Regions from separate parts of the Anas platyrhynchos genome. Here region 2 is linked to region 1. A link is a contact called in public Hi-C data. All regions are on one chromosome and are shown on one strand. The core of a region is the stretch at or near the end of the contact, and the rest is flanking DNA. Distances in the headings are between cores, read along the strand shown.

Evidence for each region. A called contact is a pair of places that touch in the nucleus more often than the background predicts.
Region 2: a Hi-C map of subcutaneous adipose tissue shows a contact between it and region 1, with 1.9 times the contacts expected there. The contact joins two enhancer-like sites. A contact is called at or near these places in 3 of 8 Hi-C or Micro-C datasets (liver, skeletal muscle and subcutaneous adipose tissue).

The regions. Positions count from the first base shown.
Region 1 is chr2:140,431,311-140,434,929 of IASCAAS_PekinDuck_T2T, reverse strand. All of the region lies in intron 19 of MLLT10 (MLLT10 histone lysine methyltransferase DOT1L cofactor), which reads right to left. Among named protein-coding and RNA genes, the nearest start is that of DNAJC1, 110 kb to the left of the region's middle. Within about 2 kb of position 1,834, at least 1 of the 8 cell types and tissues checked has an H3K27ac peak or open chromatin away from gene starts, as enhancers often do. A contact at or near this core is called in subcutaneous adipose tissue, where this site is marked.
Region 2 is chr2:140,517,864-140,521,772 of IASCAAS_PekinDuck_T2T, reverse strand. All of the region lies in intron 1 of DNAJC1 (DnaJ heat shock protein family (Hsp40) member C1), which reads left to right. Among named protein-coding and RNA genes, the nearest start is that of DNAJC1, 24 kb to the left of the region's middle. Within about 2 kb of position 1,697, at least 2 of the 8 cell types and tissues checked have an H3K27ac peak or open chromatin away from gene starts, as enhancers often do. A contact at or near this core is called in subcutaneous adipose tissue, where this site is marked.

The sequences.
Region 1 (3,619 bases), core at 585-3,084:
TGTGGGGTGTGACAGGTAATACTGCAGTTTACATGGAAGTACGAGAACTTTTCACTTCAGCATTCCATTGAAACAAATATATATATATATATATATATATATATATATATATATAAACAGTTCCTGTTTAGTATTTTGATCACATATCATCAAATATTAAAATTTGTCAACTGGCATTTTTGATCCATAGCTAGACATTACCACTGCCATCCCAGTTTAGATTTCACGTAATCTAAAACGTGGCCTTTCTATGGAAGCCCATACCAGCCTTTAATACTACTTACATGTCTGTTACCAAACCTGGTATGCCTGCTACTGGAACTGGTGTTTGCTTCTCCACTGAACAGACACAATCTCGCCAGACTCATATTCATGTGTAATACTGGAGCAAGGACCACAGTCCTACCCCAGTGCTTGGACCTACTCTCATCAACTCAAATCACTCAAGTTGCTTCTCAGTCTCTCTTTTCAGTCTATTTTAGATGCAATTTTCAAATTCTTCTAAAAACACCACCCACCACAGGGCAAGCTGTATCAGCAACCTGATGAGCACCCTGAATTACGAAGCACTGGCTGCTCTGTGCTAAGTACAACATGCAGATTCTTACCCCCATCACCATTTTGCCACAAGAACTTCACCACGTGAGCTGATCTGACTGCTCTGAGCATGCTGCAGTGGACAGCACTCCCAGCCCTACCCGGAGGTAATGCTCCCATAATGGAAGAGGACAGAAATGAGTATGTGCTGACTCCTCAATTACTGCAAATGACAGCCTGACAGATTAAGTTAGAAATGTGGCAATTGAAGTTCATATGCTAGTCTTGATGGCTTTAAAACACACGCAGACAGAGCAGTTATCCTGCTCCTTCTCCTGTTTCTGTTGCTCTGTTGCTGAGGCAGAGACAGAGCAGGCAGCTGGGCAGGGCAATGTCTTGAACTACATTAAAAGTGTAAGAGCCAACTCGTGCCAACATGTAGGAGTCTCCACTCAGCAGTTACTGCCCTGGTGCAGAACTGCAAGCCAAGCAATTGTTCCTCAAGCCTGGGGTTACACCAGTTTGGCTGAAGGGAATGCACAGGAGTTTCAGTTAGGGTAAATCTGGCTCTGTTCTACTTAAAGGATCCTCATATGAGCGCACGCTGATCAAATTCATCATCTTCCGAATCTTTCTCTTATTATGTACCTACAAAACAGTTCATAAAGCTGTGTGCACGGTTTGTTTGGATTTTAAAGGCACACACCAAGTTCACCAGCAGTTACTCTGCCCTGGTTTACTTCCAACTCTGATCTTCGGTTATATTCAGATCTATCACTACTGCCTACACCTTGTCTGTTATTTAGCAAACAATTCAGCCTTGAAGCAGCTCAGCTGATGCTGTCACAGACAGGAGGCTGGCTACAACTTCGTTCCCAGCCCCACTTTCTGTGCCCACACAAGGCTTTCCACAGCTCTTTACGAAACAGGGCAGGGAACTGATCCAGCTGACAACTGCTCTGTGAATAAAGGGTTTCTTCAGCTGTGCCAGCTCGCTGCGATACCAACAGCACGCTCAAGGATGGTTCTGGAACAGAATCAGGACTGTGGCTGGATTTATTCTTTTGGTAGCATTGTTAGCTTTTATTAGTTTAAAACACCCAGCAAATTACTAGGTGCAGTTTTGCAATAGGTTTAAGCTAATATAAGCTTATCCTGCTGTTGAAAGGTTAAGTATTTCCCTTTCGGCTGTGCATTTTTGTCCCCTCCCCTTGCCCTAGCTCTTGCACAATGAGCTGCGTCTCACGGGAACCGAGCTGAAACCAAAGCCAGCACAAAAAATGCCAAAAGATTGTCCCTTAATGCAGAGGAGGCTATCGCGTGAAGGCACAAGCAGTGGTAGCAGCATGGAGCTGTGTGCAGGATGACCGCCAGGACTCCTAGTTGCAAGCAGTAGGAAGGAATTAAATCAGCCAGGTTACCATCAGCAGCTCTTTAGGGCACAGTATTTCCCTTGTCTTCCTACAGCATCCATCACACTGCTCCATGTGGACACTTACTTGGTATTACCCAGCCGGTGTGACAACACCCATAGCATGGCCATTCTCTCTCACTGGGACAGGGCAGGTGACAAACCAACTGTTTCATACCTCACTGCATGGCTCCAGAGCCAGGGAAACACGTGCTGGGCCACACTTACTCCCTGTCATCTACTTCACACCATTCGCTTCCTCTCATGTCTGGCACTCTCCTGGTTCTCCAAGCTCTCGTGCAACGTGCTCTTTTCCCCAAGCCAATAAATCAATTCTCCTCATCTTGTCCTGTGCAAACCCTTTTGCCTCTGGTTAATCTCGCTGTATTCTTTGGCTTTTTTCTTACGTGCATTTTTAGAAACTGCGTAATCAGAAGTACGCCTGATATTCAAGGCGCCGACACAGCAGGGATTTAAGGTGACATAACGGGGTGTCCACTGCACGATCCGTTTAATCCCCAATAATTCCAGCTATGTTTGGTTGTTGATGAGCACTGAGATGACATTTCACCCATCCAAAGAAACTCCCACATTTCCATCCTGAGCTATGACATGAAAAGTAAGGCCTGACATCACATACAAGTAACTCAGAACTGTTTGCTCTACACGTGGCTCTTTCGAACAATTTTCAATTAGTTGAAATTCTTTCAGTCAGCTTTAAATAAATGTAGTTGTTGGTTTTGTTTGTTTGTTTGTTTTTGTAAAAACTGCAAAAAAATAAGCATCCTCAACTTGACTAATACTATTACTTCCTTTTTCTCTTTTATCTCACTTATTGTGTGTTTTTCTGTACTGGAATGAATCTTCTCCACTGTGTTTTTTTTTTCACTTATTAAAATCTCATTATCTCTTTTTTCCTACATCATGTTTCACCTTTGCCCTTATTTTTTTCTGCTGCTGTTTTCCCCACTCTGCTTTCCTCTCCTGCTCTACAAAGGCACTTGAAGGAAAATACCCACAGCCAGCAACTGAGATGCACCCAGAAACAAAGGCAAACTACAGAAGACACAACGCTGCAGCTCCTGAGCCTGCTGGAAAAGGCAGCTCACTGGATTTCACCACGGACCTTCCTCTAAATCAGATCAATTTGGCATGTAAATTTAATCCTTTTTAGCTTCTCAGTAAAAGGTACGATTGCTCTGAACCTCTCCATCCTGCAGCCTTCTCCAGTTGCTGGACTGTGGAAGAAACAATCCTATCTTCTCCCTCAAATCACTTATCTCCTGGTTGCTCTGAAGGTAGGACGCAATCTGCATTAAACTTTCCCTCCCCGCCCCCCAAAAAGACCTTGTATTTTTCTCTACTGAATGCAGGCAGGCTTTTACCTAACATTTGAAACTTTCCCAAAGAAGAGCGTGCAAAATCAGTGTTTTCTTGCTTCCCCACATCCTACAGTTAACAGAGAGCTCATGGGAACAAGGACTATACCCAACAGTTGTATACACAACTTTTCAGGTATCAATAAATAACCCAGCTACTTTTCACATCAAACTGGACAGATTCTGAAACTGGGGAAGTTACCATCAACAGCAACTTACAGGAGTATCTGGGAGGCCTTTTCATTATAAAACAATATTAAAAAAAAAGTTAAAAAGTGGAGCTGGGTTCTCG
Region 2 (3,909 bases), core at 448-2,947, 87 kb before region 1:
AAAGGAAAGTATGCACACTTATCTTAATGATGCTACAAAGGTGAATAATGTTATTGATGGACTCTGATGCCATTGTGATGGGCTTCAAAACAAATAACCACGTCTTGGGAGCGTGTTTGAATAGCATGCAGCTACGAGTGGATGAGGCCACACATGAACAAACGTGTGGAGAGAAATCCTGAATAGCTGCTGGCTGGGGAAGCAGCCGTCCTCTGTGCGACGCATAAAGGCAGGGCGGCGGAGCAGTGGGGAAAGGCTGGAGTCCCTTTCCATGGAAACACCAAGCTCTCCCCAAATCTCCTTTACCTGTTCAGAATAATCATTGTCACGTTTCTGTTACCCCTTAATTTTTAAACTGTAAGTTTAGAATTTAAAGAAATCAATCTTTTAACAATCCCACTCTTTTAAACAGTTATTTCTCTCGCTGCTTACTAAAAAAACAAACCAAACCAACACCCAAAAAATAAGGTACCAACTTTTCTCCTGATAACAAAAGAGAACTGAAATAGAGCTTGACCAAAACTTTTTATCCTTTCGGTCTGTTTGCCAACAGCATGCTCTTTGTTGACATTGCCACAGGGTATTCGGCTCCCACTGCTGGCATCTGCCGGACTGCTCGGGGTTTGTGTGGGACTAATTGGGAGAGGGAAGCTCGACAAGGAAACGCTCATTCCAGTCCCGTTTCTGCCTGCTTACTCAGTTTCTTTGCCCCGCAGCAAGTATTTCTTTTATTTTGGCCAGTGACACTTGCTGTGACTTACTCTTCCAGAAATAATTTTGCAATATTTCTGCCACCGCTATTTGGTTTTTGTTTTGTTTGTTCTGACAAAGAGCCTTCCCCCGCCCCTAACAAGTTAGGAGAGGAAGAAATTGCATCTGGCTGATGCAATTTCTTGGATTCGATTCCACAGCTGAGGTTATGAGATAGAAGGAAACGTGGCTTTGGCCTGCGGTTTGTGCTTGTGGGGTTGTCAGTAACGGAATGCTTTTTCCACGTAGTAGCTTGCAGCTTTATTCCTTTCTTCTCTACCTGTGGCAAAAGTTACTAAATATTCTCGCCTGCCTGTTGATCTTTCATCAAGTCCTGACTTTCTGTTTATAACTTCTGGGGAAGAACCCATGTTAAAATACTGTATGGTAATTTATCTTTGATTCACTTATGTCCCGTGGTCACAAAACTTTTCCTATGGCTTTTGGTTTTGAAACAGTCTACGTTTGTCAGTGCTTCTTCTAGAGACCGTGGTATCAGAGTTTTATCTGCTGACTTGCACTGTTATCTTTAATGCTGATAATCCCGTAATCCTATGTTGAGAGGCAAGTAAATGAATTAGTAATAGTCACTATCTTCTGCGGTCAGTTGGCTGAAACAGATTTCTCATAGCGTAGTTAATGGCATGTAACCTGTGCCAAGTTTTTATTGCTGTTCACTCAACTGGTAATTCTTCTTTTCCATAGGCATAGAAAAATGCACGCTCTTCCCCTTTATTTTGATCTTTCCTCCTTTTGCAGTTTGTCTTGCTACCAGCTCTGCTCAGCCAACTTTCTGCTTCCTGCAGTCGGCTGCTGCCTCCAGATTGAGGAGCTCTCCTTCCAGTGCCAGGACAAAATGCCTCTTATCTGCTTGTTGCTTGGGCTCGTGATGGGGAGGAAATGAAAACGGGGAGGGAGCAAACAGATACGTTCCTTATGACGAGAATGGGGCTCTATGGGTGAATGAGAGACGAGGGGAGGCAACTACGGTCCCTCCAAACGCTGCCTTTTCCTATCAGTGACTGAAAAATGGCCGTACATTTGCTCCATTACTTTGACTTCAGAGGGTGAGAACTATTATTTTGTCTCTCTCAGCCCTGTGACAGTGCTGACAGGCTACTTAGCTTCCCAGCAAAAAAGGCTCGTTTGCACTGAATTATCTTAAAGTCTGGGTGAGGAGAGGAGCAGGCACGTGTGCGCTCATACACGTGTTTGGTACCCGCTGCCTTCTGTACCCTCCGCATGTGAGTAGTGCCTGGAGGTCTTGCTCTGGTCTTCTGCCTCTTGCAGACCAGGAGGTTTGCAGTTTATGGATCTGAATGAATGAATTCCCTCCTTTCCTGGCACAAACAGGGTGCCTCCAAGGTAGTACTGGAAAAGAACAGTAACTCCTTGCAGGGAATGGCTTTATGAAAAGCAGGAAAGTGATCTTCCTGCCTCCCACTTGGGCATGTGCAACTTTCTGCCTCTCACTAGGGTTCAGTGCAAGCACTTGGATTTAAAAAACATAGAGGGCAATTCAGGGAACAGTGTGCCACTGTGTGTAACAGTGTCTGCCTACAGCTGCCATAAATTTTGAGAGGTGAGTATCTTTCTTCAGGTGTACTTGGCTTGTTCACACTGGAAATAATGTCAAACAGGCATTTTAAGCAACCATAATACCAATTTCCATACAAAGTCACTAGTGAATGGGAAGGGCTGTCTTCAGTTCAGTTCCATCACAAGTCATGGCATATATATGTTTTTTTAAATAAGGGCAAGATTTTTTTAATGAAAAATAATTTAGTTTTGTTTTACTTCAGCTTTCAGTGATGTATAAATTCAATGTGTGTGAGAGAGTTTTAATTGACGGTTCCTAATGATAAGCTTGATTTCTTTATGCAGGTTCCTTTGAACATTCCTTGGCTAGTTTATGGCCCATAAAGACCTGTCAGCTTTTGTGAATGGTCATTTGGGATGTCCTCTGCTTTCTGCCGTGTCCCTTTATCAGATGTGCCTTGCTGTATGCCATCAAACTGTGAGCTGCAGTCAGGCAGTGCTCCTGCTTTCAGCTCACCCTGTTAGGAGGGTGGCAACTTTTAGCAAAGCGGTGGGCCATAGTAATAGGAAATCTGTTAAGCTTATTGGAGTTTAACTGAGATGGTTTTTTATTAGGGTTTAGGCTGGGTTGTGTCTTACAGAAATTTTGCTGACGCTGGCATCTGTACTACAGAGAGTGATGGAGGGCATTCCTATATTCTTTCAAGGAGGCTATGTACTAACTCAGCAGTGAATTACTATATGGGTAGTGGCATGTTACAACCTCCCTGAGGTCTTCTGAGTCCCGAGGTAGTAATAGCTCATTAAAATGGTAGTTAATGAGTATAAAGGGATCATTATGCAACTCCTTTACGTGGTGGGTAGGGCTAAATCCTAACTAGTTCAGTAGAAAGTGGTCTAAATAAAGATGGAAGGAATTTGATAAATGCTGCTGGTAGTTCTTTATAAACCTAGCTATTTACAGCAATGCATTTGGAAAAAAAAACAACACCCTCAAATACATTTTGAATAAATTAATACCTGTTTCTGAATGTACTTCAGGGCTTTCAGAGGAATCAGAGTTACTTTAGTATAGTTTGTGATGAAAAATCTTTAGTTAAAAATCTGCAGCATTTTGCCAATCTTGATTAGTTGATTATGGGTAAAAATCCCTGTTATTTATTTATTAACATCTCAAGATCCGTAGGCATTTTGTGTTCTGGATAGCAAAAATAAATGGTGAAACAATTCTATTTCTTTTTTCCAAGGGAGGAGGAGAGAAACATAATATGATGTTGTTCATGGAAAACGTAACTACCTGATCCATGAGATCTTCGTGACCTGGTCACTTTTCTGTGGGTTGCATTTAGCTGATGTTATTTTCTGGAGAAAGGTTTTAAAGATTTACCTAGAGTTTGTAGCAGATTGATGAAAACCTTTTTGAATTCATTCAGCTCTTCCTGTCTTCTTCCAGGCTCTGTAAGGACAAAGAAACCAGTAAAAGACTGCAGGCTGAGGTACATCTAGAGCTCAGGAGTCAGGTTCGGTGGCCAGGACTATTTTTAGGCATCACTAAGCTAAGAAAAATAACATTGCTGCTGAAAAATGACCGCCTCAGAAATATTACAGTACGGTACAGAA